Linked DNA regions of Zea mays: all the other regions are linked to region 1. A link is a contact called in public Hi-C data. All regions are on one chromosome and are shown on one strand. Each heading gives the region's core, a stretch centred on a gene start, on an enhancer-like site or on the middle of the called end of the contact. The rest is flanking DNA. Distances are from core to core; before and after follow the strand shown.

Region 1 (3,122 bases), core at 162-2,661:
ACCAAACAAGACAATGCTCACCTCCTACAGTAGGCAACAGCAGATATCGCGGCATTATAAAGAACTACCTCACGGAAATCCCTTTCCAAGGGTAACCTTGCCACAATCTCCAAGACCACATCAGCCATGTCACAACGCCCAAGCGAAACAAAAGCCATCAACCATACCATTGATGATACTGGCACCGGCTGCTTCTCCCGCAGCCACTGGAACAGGTGTGCACAGCCCAACGCAAGCCCCTCGTTGGACATCCTCCACATTAATTCAATGCACTCCTCCTCGCTGAGGTTCCCGTGGCTGTATCCGGCCATGAACTCGGCGAATCCTTGTTCCCCCGCCGCAGCTGAGCACCTCGCAAAGGCTAGGATTTCGTCCATGGCTGCCGTGGTGCTGCAAACACCGCTTACCACTTCTTGGCATCGCAAAAAGGAGGTCGGGTCCAACCACTCGCATTCTTCATCGTCGTCCTCTTCTGCTTGGTATGGTTCCTCGCGCTGCGGTCGAAAGCGGCTGACAGGCGGGTCCCAGTGGCCCACCTCCTCACCACAGTCCTCGTCTTCATCCTCCGAGGCGCCGCATCGAGTCGGGCCCAACCAGCTGCCCTCGTCATCCGTATCCTCCCAGGTGCCGTGTGTGGCAGGTTCGCCCAAGCAGCCCACCGCCTCATCCCCATAGTCGCTGCCTTCGCTTTCTTGTTCTTCAAAGAAACTATGCGCAGGATGGGCGGCTGGGCGACTTCGAGGCCACCAGGTTTGGAATTGGGAAGGGCAATGAGAGTAGACGAAGCATTTGGAGGACGGATAGGCTTTAAGGGGGCTGCCAAGGTGGAGGGCGCGGAGAGGTGGAAAGGCGAAGGAGAAGGAAAGTAGCTGTTGGGCCAACAACAGCGTCATCCTGGCGAGTGGCAAACACGGTGGGAGCAAGTCACGGGCGAATCCAAAAGGCGCCGCTCGTGGTCGCCGATACCACGGTGGTGTTGCTCACGCGCGCGTCGAGGATCGGTGGAGAGTGTGCGGAGGAGGACTTAGATGCAGTGGCGGATCCAGGTAATTCCGAAGCCCCGGGCCAAACAAAAGGAAGGACGCTGCCCGCCACTGCTCCTCCCTGTCCCTAGCAGAGTCGCCACTGCTCCTCCCTGCCCCTAGCAGAGCCGCAGAGTGGCAGTTGCCGCTGCCCGCTGGGGTGGGCCGGTGGGGGGCGCCACCAAAGCCCGGAGACCGGGGCCCCAGACGCCGGCAGAGCCGCGGAGCGACGAAGGGAGAGCCGGACTGGACGAGGGCGCCCCGACGAGGTGACGACGGCGAGCTCCCGGGCGGCGCGAGCGCAGATAGAAGGATGGAGCCGTGCGTGTGGCGTGGAGAGGGAATGACAGACTGGGGCTATTTTGCCATCCTTTGCTATCCCAAACTCGTATATAACGCCAGTAAAAACTCACATATATAACCCTAGCAAAAGGTACAATAGCAAACAATCAAAACTCTTACCAACTACTTATACATTCATATTTGATAAAAATTATAAAGTAAATAAGAAGACAACAAGTTTGTTGTTTGTATCAGGGACTCATCACAAAGTAGAACGACTCCCAAACGTGATCAGGATATGACCGCGACGGTGAAGCTAATCCAGGCAGGCGGTGTTCGCCGGCGGCGCCGCGATGTTCCGGAAGTTCTATAGCAGTAAAGATGAAACGGCCGAGCCGATAAGCATCAGTACGACAGTACCCTATAGGAGAACCGAAACGTGGAAGCGACAACGTGAAACATGACCTTGCTTGCCTGGCCACAGTGAGACGGAGAATCAGCGGTGCGGCGATAAATACATGGCCACAGGGAGGTGCCAGTAGCTGCTCGAACCAGGGTACGTGGCTTCAAGACATAAACACCATGCATCCTCAATAGCATAGTAAAGCAGTGAACCTAGCCGATGGCGCTCAACCAGAGGCAAACAAACACAGTGGTCACCAGCTGTAGATAACCATCGAGTCCCCTTTCCTCAGATATTTGAATCAGCTGGAACCTTTCCCCATTTATCACCTTTTGAACCCTCTACCCAAACTACAACTCGAATTGACACAAGTGAAACACAACAGGCGTGGAGATCCTTTCTTCACTCAAAGACTGAACCAGTTTCAGTCACCTAAGCAATGTTCAGTTCACCACTTGCCTAACAGCTCGACTTGGAACAAAGTTTTCTCCCAATTCGAAATAAGAATAGGGAGATCCTTCTTCATAAGAAGTATTCCTCCACAATAAATCTCCAAGTTTGATGTAATGGCGATCCACCAAAAGTTCTAAGAATTAAGAATTAGAAGGGTCCAAAACTGAGAGGAATATGCGGCTTCTAAAAAATCAGCAAAACTGAATCACAGTTCAGATTATGAAACTGCACTCGGCACCAAACTGAACTTGAAACTGCACACCACACGCGTGACAGCGAAAGTTCAATCACATTTTACTCCACTTTTCATGCAGCACCAAGCCAAACTTACTAAATGAGATTTGTTCACCATTTCATGGGCTTCAACTCTTCTATATAAACCATAGCCCATAACTTCATGGATTAGCTACAAAGAAGCTCCAAAACTGCACTAACAACACTAAAATTCAGACTCAGTTTGTTGCACTAAGTCTGAAATCCAAAATCTGTCAACTCAGTTTGGACCGCTTTTTCTCCTAGTTTCATATAGCTTTAGGGCTATCACAGTTAATGAAAGTTGTTCTCTTATAGTTACTCTACAAGTTTGTTATAGCAACCTTTCTCAAAATGTTCTTTGATTACAAGTTACAGGGGCCCAAAAATAGGTAAACCAAACTGTTTTGAGTTGAATCCAAAAACTGAAACCAATCTAGAATCTGCAAATTACTCCAAATTTCTGTCCAAAACTTGAGAATCTCAACACATGAAAGTTGTTTGGTTTTGAACACTCTACGACTTTAGTATTTTGACTTTTAGCAAAATATAGCTAGATTTTGAATTTCACTTTTGGTGCTAGTTTAGGAGTTCAACTGTGATGGCTTTTCTCCAAACGATCTCTCAACTTTGATCCATCACTTAAAAGCAAAAATGTTCTTCACTCTAAGATACAACTTGGATATTTAGGTCTCATGGCCAAAACATCT
Region 2 (3,122 bases), core at 161-2,660, 250 kb after region 1:
CATTCATGCTGCATTCATCAGGTTAACATACGCCACAATGACCATTTTCCGTTTCCCTTTTTCTATTTCGAAACACCAGCTGTTCCCGCGTGTTCCCATAGAGGGTAGGATAGGAGAAGAGTTGAGCAGGCCATGAAGTCGCGCTACGTATACACCCTCTCTTCCGATCCCCAGCCCAGATAAACTAACCGGTGGTTGAGCTCTTCGTCAAACGGGGATGGAGTTTTTATATGGGAGCAGAGGTACGTAGCGCGGTGTGCGAGAGCCGAGAGGAGGAGGATGCAGAGCTGGTGTGACGCCGGCCGCTCGCTAGCTGCCACCTCATGATTGGAGGCCCTGGATCGGTTGAACAAGTCACCAGAGAACTCAACTCTCAGCAGCCGCGCGAGAAGGATTGCGATGCCATAGCTGAACCCCCAATTGAATAATAATCGCGTGAGAGCACGATCGAAGGAGTCGCCAATGCAAAAGAAGAAGAAAAAACTATGGCTTCGTGTTGCGGTGGATGTATGGAACGCGTGATGTCTATTTCCATCCAAAGAATCTGCGGTTGGATTATTGGATCTGTGTCGAACACACCAAGCCGCTGCTAAGCAATATATATGACAGCGTCAAAAGGTTAATTTGACCCAGGCCAGGATATCATATCATAACATATCATATCTAGAATAGAAACTAGACTCACTCTACTAGAAGAAGAAGAAGAAGCAATGTAAAATTCTGAAGCTGGTAGCGACGTATATCGTTGATTCTTCACCAAGCAACCGAATACGACGACAAGTCACGACCTGAATTACCACGGCCTTTACTCCTGTCTCCTAGCCTGACGTGTCTGCCGAAATATCCGACGCCTCTAGCTAGATTCTTTTTTATCGGAGTAGGCGCGGGCAGAAGAATTCCGCCCGGCGCGCGTGTGCAGCTGTCAACGTTTAACCCCTCGATAGAAACGCGCGTGGGATGGATGGGGATCTGCCGGGCGGGCTCCGCCGTAGTCCGGGACGAGCGGCCACTGCACTGCCATGCACGCACGTCGCAGTTCCAGGGCACTGTTGCCGCGCGTGGGCATGACGGCGAACCGAGCTCTGCTGCTGGTTTGGTTCTCGACTCCAACCGAAACCACGCACCAACCACTCCAATGCATGATGATATGCGTACGTTAATAATTAATGCATATGCTACTTCTCATCTAATTCCCGAATCCCGAACGAACGATGACAGATGAGGGGACGACGACGATCCATCATCAAAGGCATGGATGGATGGATGGACATGGCGATAGTTGGGGAGACGTCGCCGTCGCACGCTCGTCCTCGTCTTCTCAAGAGAGCAGCTTGTCTGGCTGTCTCTCCTCTCCTCTTTGTTTAAGTTCGTCCCCCGCGCGCGGTCTCCACGCCTTGCTCAGCCTCAGCCCTCAGGCCTCAGCCAGCGTGCGCGCCCACAACCCCTCACGTCGTCCCCGCCAATCACACCGCACGAACCGAGGACGACGGGACACCACCGTCACCGCGACGTAGTAGTAGTACTACATGCATAGCATAGCCTCGTGGAGTCGTGGTAGTAGTAGTTTAGTTTTGCTCGCTTCCACACCGCACCGCCGTTCCCTTTTTTATATCCCGCGGATGCGCCTGCCTCTGCCTCGGGGTCGGGGGGGCAGCTGGTGACATCGGATTCGGATCAGGCCGAGAAGATCGAACTGCTCCGATCCGGCGCTTAATTTCTCTCTCTCTCTCTCGGGCTAGCTGCCCGGGCAAATGGACGCCGAGTGGAGCGGCGACGAGAGCAAGGCTGGCGCTGCGGGCGGAGTTTCGTCGGCTGATTGCCCAAGTTCGCCACCGCCGGTGTCGCCGGCGCCACCGTCCACGTCGCCAGCTGCTACCGGTGCCGGGAGGAGGCGGTCGGCGAACAAGCGGGTGGTCACCGTGCCGCTGGCGGACGTCAGTGGCCCACGGCCCAAGGGCGTCGGCGAGGGCAACACGCCGACGGACGCGTGGGCGTGGCGCAAGTACGGCCAGAAGCCCATCAAGGGCTCGCCTTTTCCGAGGTACACACGGGCCACGGCACGACGTAGAAGTCTAGTAGTAGAAGCAATCACTCATGCATCCATCCATGGACTGCCCCTAGTTCTCTTGTAGACTTTTGCTGATCTGGGTTTCGGTTTCGGCGTGCCCAGGGCTTACTACAGGTGCAGCAGCTCCAAGGGGTGCCCGGCCAGGAAGCAGGTGGAGCGGAGCAGGGCGGAGCCGGACAAGGTGATCGTCACGTACTCGTTCGAGCACAGCCACTCGGAGGCCATGGCGGCGGCGAGGGCGCAGAACCGCCAGGCCCCGAAGCCAAAGCCGGCCCAGCCACAGCCAGTCCCGCCGGAGTCCCCGTCATCCGGCAGCCACGACGTCGCTGCCGCTGCCACGGTCGTCTGCGCGCCTGCTGCGGCCGAGACCGAGGCCGGCGCGGCGGCCGTCGAGGTGCACGACGAGTTCAGGTGGCTCTACGACGGCGTGTCCGTCACCTCCTCGGCGTCCCCACCGGACGTCGAGGCGGCGGACGAGATGCTGTACGGGGCGATGTTCTTCGGCGCCCCGCCCGCGCCCCTCCCCGACGAGTTCGGCGACGTCGGCGGGCTGTTCGACGGAGAAGGGGGCGAGGAGGACGCCATGTTCGCGGGTCTCGGCGAGCTGCCCGAGTGCGCCATGGTGTTCCGGCGGCACGCCGGCGACGGGATTTCGGTGGCAGGCCGGGTGAAGTGAAGTGAATCCTGAATTGAAGGTCCTGACATGTGGGCCGGGGCAGGCCGGACTCCAATAAAAACCAGATAAACTCATGTAGAGCTCCTTGATCTATCTACTTTTGGCTTTTCTTCCGTTCCTCTTGTCATCACCTAGCTTTTCTTCTTTCATCCTTCTCTGATTGGTTGTTTATACACAAACACAGACACGGTAGCAGATAGAAAAACTTGGCATTTTTGCGTTTGCACAGAGTTGATTCGGTGGACATCAGGGGTGGGTTTGAGAAGGACACGCGGATTTTTTTTTTCTCTCAATGGTTTGGTTCAATCATTTTGTATTCCGCGCAAAGATTGGTACGTTCAACACGAGAGCTATGGAGAATTGAATAGTGTTTCAATC
Region 3 (3,122 bases), core at 354-2,853, 230 kb after region 1:
ATGGACTTTTGTTACACCATCATAGATGTTACAATGGATGAACGCCTGGAGCGATGTGTCATATTTAGAATATATATTATTGCAACTATATTATCCCCTAAGTCCTATAGAAGGATATGTTACTTGCTTTGCACAACTTTGTATAAATTGTGGTGTAAGATAGAAAATGATAGCACCTCAACCTCATCCATTCTCGTTATTCCAGATGAACAATGAGACATATATCTTGAAGAATATGCTTGAGTTATGAGGGATAACAACTTTGACAGATGTCATCGTCAGGGGAGCGAATGCTTATATTGATCACAATTGTGAGACAACAAATGTCATATTCTATGCCCTGGGGGCATCAACTTCATGATCAATATGTGAATCTTTATGGAAGTTTCTATCAAATATAAAGATCTAGTCGATCGAACACCATCAGTTAAAGTAGCTTGTTTATGTCGATACGTGCACTTACCTCGTATATCCTAGAAGTTAGTAGAGGTGAAGTTCCTGATATAATCCTTGCAACAGTATGCAATCCGTTTGCTAAATCTCTATGTGCGTATACTTCCAGAAGAAGATGTTGTGCCATATTGATACAGTTTTGCGAGGATCAGGGGGAGCACATTTCTAAATTTAGCCCTTGTAGAAGATTCGATGGAATTCTGATTCAGAAGATCGAAATTTGTCCTGATGACATTTGTTGTACTCTTTTTCCTTGGTGAGTTTTTTGAAGTTTCTCACATAAGGTTTTTAATGAGGCAACAAAGTGCAAATGCAATTTGTGTCACCATGTACTCTTTCTCCATATTTTTCCCACTGAGTTTTTGGGAGTTTTAAAGAGGCATGTGTTGGTCGCGGTATTCGCCCAAGGGGGAGTGTTAAGTAACCCTAGTTAGGGTTATGTGGGTAAATACCGACTTTGCCTCTGAGGAGTCTCATATCTCTATATAAGGAACATGTACACCCCTTCATATTACAGAGATCAGAAAGAGGTTATAGGCTCAACCCTATATCTCGTGTCTCGTGTGTTTCCTCTGTCGTGCTTATGGGAAGGGAGACAGGTCCTCTATAGCTTCTTGCGCCTCTACTGCTGACGGGAGAGAAGGGAGCGGATCTAATGATTCGTGATAACGTAGTTCTCAATACAAGGAATCTGCTCTTTGCTGGCATTTGCTATCCACGCTGAGAAGAAACGAACCAACAAATGGGAATTAGGAACCACAGGCAATACGAGCAGTTTAGGACATGGAAAAAAGAAAGGAAAAAAGAAATAATAAAAATAGTCAGAATACTATTTTAGTAATAACACTTATAAATACTGTTATGGACAATTTTAAATTAAAAGAGTCCTATAATAGCAATAAACTTATCGGACTGCTAAGACGGGGCAGAAGCACGTTTGAATTATTGTAAGCCCATTTGCGTCACCAGGCCGACTCTGGGCTATGAACTGTGTACGCTCGGCCGGACCAGCCCATACAACGGACCCAACTTCACAAAACCAACCAAAAGGGGCCGAAGACCTTGTTCGTCGGCGTATCCGGATTATGCTGGCTAGGACCTAGGAGCGTGCGGGGCCACCAACCGATGCGTCCGTCCCGTCCACACCAGTACACCACCATCCCCCACCGGCCACCACTTCTGCTCCGCGTCCGCTTTTCAGCTCTCCACCGCTATCTCGCACGTCGCTCCCCAAATCATCCCATCCTACGCCCGCGGCCGTGGCACCGAATCCAGAAGCGTCTAGAAGGGGGAGGTGGTCGCCCATGACCGTCTGACCGGCCGTCGCCATGGGATGCGCTGGATCCACTCCAAAGACTGACGGTCTATCCCCCTTCCTATTCTACTGTTTCTTCTCCGTTGTTTTCTGTATGGTTCAGATTGGGATCTTATATTAGATGACCGTTGCATCTTCGGTAATTCGGTTCTGGAACCGAGTTTAGGATACGGTGGGTAGCTGGTTTATCAGCGTCCTTGGTTCTTGTATGAGCTGGGTGGGTAGCGATTGGTAACTCGAATTAGCTCCGCCTGCCATCGATGGTTAATTGAGCTCCAGGACCATCGCCATGGTGGTTCCAAGGAAGAGCCATGATCGGCTTATATGTAGCACAGCTTCTTGTGAATCGTGATTGAGTCACGGCCGACGGATGGAGGGAGAAGATATTGGTATTGCCACAAAGCAATTGAAGGGATGACCTGCTCCCTTTTGGGCAAAAAGGTAGATCATACAGTTGTTGGGGAGACGAAGACATGTCTGGTTGTCATAAAAATAACTGGAACTGACCGCTTATTCTTCATGTGACAGATGCACTGCTGCAGCTCTGTTCATGCCCAGCAGAATTAACGATGAGATAATACAGTATTAATGGCTAGCTGAGATGATGGTTTATTCTTGTTGTTGGGGGAAGCCATTTCGTTGGTTTAAAAAAATTGCTTTCCTTAGGGCAGCAAAATCAAATATGCGGTGATATGCAAGATAAATTGAAGTGATAACTTAATCTATTTGTAGGAGGAAAGCCATGGATTGATTAAGAGGATTTACTTTGTGTTAGATGATTATCTTTGCTGCACCTACATTATCCATAAGGTATTAAGGTGCAGTTCAGATAGGAGCAAGATGACGATAGCAGATTGGTTGCCTGTGCAGTTCCCTTGTTTGATAAATACTAGTCATGCTGTTGGACCAAGGGAAATGACTTCACACTTTTTTATTGATTCTGATCTGATGCATCCTTAGTGTAGCACTTTAGAAGGTTCATTAGGCTGTAATATTTTTGCATGCCTCAAGAAAATCACTTTTCTATCTAGAGAATTAGGTTTAGGTAAAGACATTTTTTTATCTTCGACCATCATGTCAAGAATAGTGGTATTTTAGAAAGCATGTCGTCAATATGTTGATACCATTTTTTTTTATAAAAAGTGATGTAGCATGTCGTATATTTGTAAAAAAAAGAACATTTGCATAATACTCCCTCCATTTTTTTTATTTGACGTTTTGCAGTTCATTTGTACATTAGTTGGCGTCAAATAAAAAAGGATGGAGGTAGTACAATATACTACAATTGAAACTAATATCTTGAAAATCAGGTACTGTGCCTGCATCCAAATCACCATGTTTTTTTACAAGAGGA
Region 4 (3,122 bases), core at 439-2,938, 170 kb before region 1:
AATGGAATTTAATTCTAACGAAACAAACGGGCCCTTATGAAATTCGGTGCCTTTCTCCCCACCCCTCGCTTCTGATACTACTCTCACATCTACTGTACAAGTGCAACCACCGGTATGCCGGAGTCTCTAAATGCAGGCTGCAATATAAAGTAGGTGGGGGTATCTTTCCCCAAATTGGTCGACAAAGAAGACAGTCATTCTAAAATGCTTGTAGAAAAGACCTGGGATATGATTGTAAAATGCTTGTAGTAAAGATTGAATAAAGAGCAGTGAGAGAACATGTAGTTTTAAAAGCTTCCAGCTGCTGGCGTAGTAAACATAGAGATGATTCTTTTCAGACTTTTAACTATTTAGCCGAAGAGGAACCGTTGTCACGAAGACACACGAACACCGCAAAGAGCGCTGCCAAACGCTCGCCACGCTTAAAAACTTTTCTTCAGGCACTGTTACTTACTAAAATAGTACTGTTTTCGTTATTTTTTTATTAATCACGTTTAAATTTAAAAATGAACTTATTTTTTATTTGTCGCGTTTAAATTTAAAAATGAAGCCGACGGTAAAACGGAAGGCAGTAACTGCTGAAACCGAGGCAAAGCTATAATACAGTGCAAGTCATATATACACCAGTCCCTATCTACCCTAGTAGAACACTTGGCCGAGAACAGAGAACGGAAACGGCACGGCGCCCCCGCCCCTGCTGTGCGCCAGGTCCACGGCTTCAGCCCCGATCCGCCGCCTCTTGGCCGGCTGCGCCTCCGACCCCTTGTCGATCAGGGCCAGCTCCTCCTCCTTGGCGAGCATGGCGCGCAGCACGAGGCCCGGGTCGTCGGCGAGCTTGGCGAGGAACGCCATCATCTGGGCCGGCCGGCTCTCGGCGGCGCGCAGGCGGCGGTCCATGGCCCGCAGCTCGTCCTCCACCCCGCGCTGCTGCTCCCGCAGGCGCTGCACGGCCCGGATGGTCCCGCGCACCTCCTCCCCGGCCTCGCACAGCTCCCGGCCGCCGCCGCCGGCGCCGGCGCCCGCCTTCTTCCTCTTGCGCACGACCAGCGGCAGCAGGCGCGCCTGGCCCCGCAGGAACGACTCGTGCGCGAACTCCCACCGGTCCGTGTCCACCTTCCTGAACCCCTGTTAAAAAAATAACGGTACGCATGCGTGCCGAGAGCTGTTACTCACACGAGGAGGAGTGGTAGCTGAGTCCTGAGTGAGCGCTGAGCGGACAGCGGAGCGGGGGCAGAGGAGCTGAGGAGGTAGCGCGCATATCACTCACGTAGGTGTTGAGCTGCCGGACGAAGCTGGCGAAGTTGCGGTGCTTGAAGTAGGAGGGCAGCAGGTAGTCGGAGAAGGTGGCCGGGTCGAGGACGTGGAAGGTGTTGCTGGCGCCACCCCAGCGCACGACGGCGTCCGTGGCCGGGTCGCTCACCATGTGGAACGTCTTGGCCACGAACGGTGCGACGGCGGCGCCAGCCTGCTCCTGCTCCTGCTGCGGGCTGGTGGCGACGCCGACGCCGTAGCCCTTGCACTCGCTGCCCATGGCTCTTAGCTTGCTCGATAATACACACAACAACGTAAGGATCCCGATCCCCCAGTTCCCGTTCCGTTCCCTGTGGAGCGCTCACGGCGAAGAACCGGATAAGGAAGCAGCAGCTCGCTTTGCTTTCTCTCGCTGTCCTGTTCGTTCGGTGCCTGTGTGTGTGGTGGCCGTGTGGTTTGCCTTCTTTTATTCGTCTCCTTCGTCGGTGGTTCGGGGGTGGGGGCGAGTCCTACTCCTACGTGTCCTCAGATATTTCTGTCCGGGGCGGTAAAGCGCCTGCCACCGCCTATATATCTATCTCCTCAGGTCGTGGTACGGGCCGAGGAGCGCGGACTCGGCGGCAACAAATGGAACCATATGATTCGCGAGGCGATGTGGCGCTGGTGTTGTGCCGGATTTTGGGAGGATTCGATGCTTGTCGCTTAGGGGCCACGTGTGAGCGGCACAGGCATAAAGTGTCGCGCTGTCCCCTCCCCTGGGTCATGGGCTCATAGCAAGTCAGTTTTTCTTCACAGGCGTTGCGCTTTTCTTTCCTAATATATATATCTATCTAGTCTGCTGTGCCCTTTTTTTAGCGGGATATGGATGATATCGGCGATCTTAGGACGACGTGACAGCGCATCGACGAACAGTGTTTCGAATGACATACGCAGAAGGCAATCTTTGAGCGGGACAAGAGTTTTGTGCTTCTTGTAAATCTGGGAGAGACTGCTGGGCTCGGTCACTCTGCTCTTCACGCGCGGAGAGCACAGCCAGCTCACCACCCCTTTATTAGTAACTATAAGGCTGCCCGCACTCGTGAACGCCAAACGGGACGCTACCCCTGTTTAGCGTACAGTTCGCGTGCAGTGGGTAGCGCTAAATGGAACTGAACGATAGTGTGCGGGCTTCGGGACGGTACGGCGAGCGTCGTACGGCGTGGCGCTCTATACTCTCTCTCCTCCCGCACCAACGGCGTGGTTGAATTAAATATATGATAGTTGATATAGAGTATGGATATAGAGTAATATGAGTGCGGAGGATTATGGTATAGAGTAAAGAATTTTTCTGATCAGGACAGAATATTCTTTTTAGGGTAGAAATTTAGAGTAGTATGAGTGCGGATAGCCTAAGGACCTCCGGAAACTGAACGGCCAAGTGATCAACTGAGGCGGACAGGCGGTGAAAGGAAGAGGTGGGAGAAGGGCGGTCTGGCACGCGTTATCGAAAGAAATGTGTGCATCATGCTCATGGCCAACGCAGATATGCAGCAGCTTGAGGTGCAGGGTAGGTGTGGATGTGCCCGCGCAGTGCAAGCCAACCGCCTGACTCCATTTGGGGTCGGCGTGGACAGCTAGCAACACGCGCGGTGACGGACAGGGCCAAGCCGAGCCGATAGCGAGGGCTCCGCGCGCACGTCATCGCCTGCGTCCACGTCGCAACCAAGCGCCCAATCGCGTTCATGTAAATAAATAAATAAATAGTTCGAATTTGAACGCCCCAAAAAAATTGAGCATATATACAGTGGCAAACCGAGCCCACGTTGTTGCCTGATTCAAGCGCAGCTGCCCCTCCGGAAAACTTTGCGGCGAAAATAGTGGAGTCAGACAGC

The links. A called contact is a pair of places that touch in the nucleus more often than the background predicts.
Region 2: a Hi-C map of root tip shows a contact between it and region 1, with 3 times the contacts expected there. The contact joins the promoter of LOC100194255 here to the promoter of LOC103651237 in region 1. A contact is called at or near these places in 6 of 25 Hi-C or Micro-C datasets (ear, leaf, root tip and 2 more).
Region 3: a Hi-C map of bundle sheath shows a contact between it and region 1, with 4 times the contacts expected there. The contact joins the promoter of LOC100285566 here to the promoter of LOC103651237 in region 1. A contact is called at or near these places in 7 of 25 Hi-C or Micro-C datasets (bundle sheath, ear, leaf and 2 more) and 1 of 3 datasets of contacts at active chromatin or transcription factors (leaf).
Region 4: a Hi-C map of leaf shows a contact between it and region 1, with 5 times the contacts expected there. The contact joins the promoter of LOC100280828 here to the promoter of LOC103651237 in region 1. A contact is called at or near these places in 5 of 25 Hi-C or Micro-C datasets (ear, endosperm, leaf and 2 more).

Annotation. Positions count from the first base shown.
Region 1 is chr3:206,008,812-206,011,933 of Zm-B73-REFERENCE-NAM-5.0, forward strand. LOC103651237 (pentatricopeptide repeat-containing protein At5g50280, chloroplastic) reads right to left here and starts at 1,412. Exons shown (of 2, transcript XM_008676855.2): 1 at 22-1,412. The coding sequence starts at 893.
Region 2 is chr3:206,257,814-206,260,935 of Zm-B73-REFERENCE-NAM-5.0, forward strand. It overlaps LOC100194255, which reads left to right and starts at 1,411. Exons shown (of 2, transcript NM_001139296.1): 1 at 1,411-2,041; 2 at 2,171-2,955. The coding sequence starts at 1,752. The coding sequence ends at 2,744.
Region 3 is chr3:206,234,913-206,238,034 of Zm-B73-REFERENCE-NAM-5.0, forward strand. It overlaps LOC100285566 (ubiquitin domain containing 1), which reads left to right and starts at 1,604. Exons shown (of 4, transcript NM_001158457.2): 1 at 1,604-1,815. The coding sequence starts at 1,782.
Region 4 is chr3:205,839,662-205,842,783 of Zm-B73-REFERENCE-NAM-5.0, forward strand. LOC100280828 (heat shock factor protein HSF30) reads right to left here and starts at 1,689. Exons shown (of 2, transcript NM_001367142.1): 1 at 1,268-1,689; 2 at 558-1,125. The coding sequence starts at 1,531. The coding sequence ends at 640.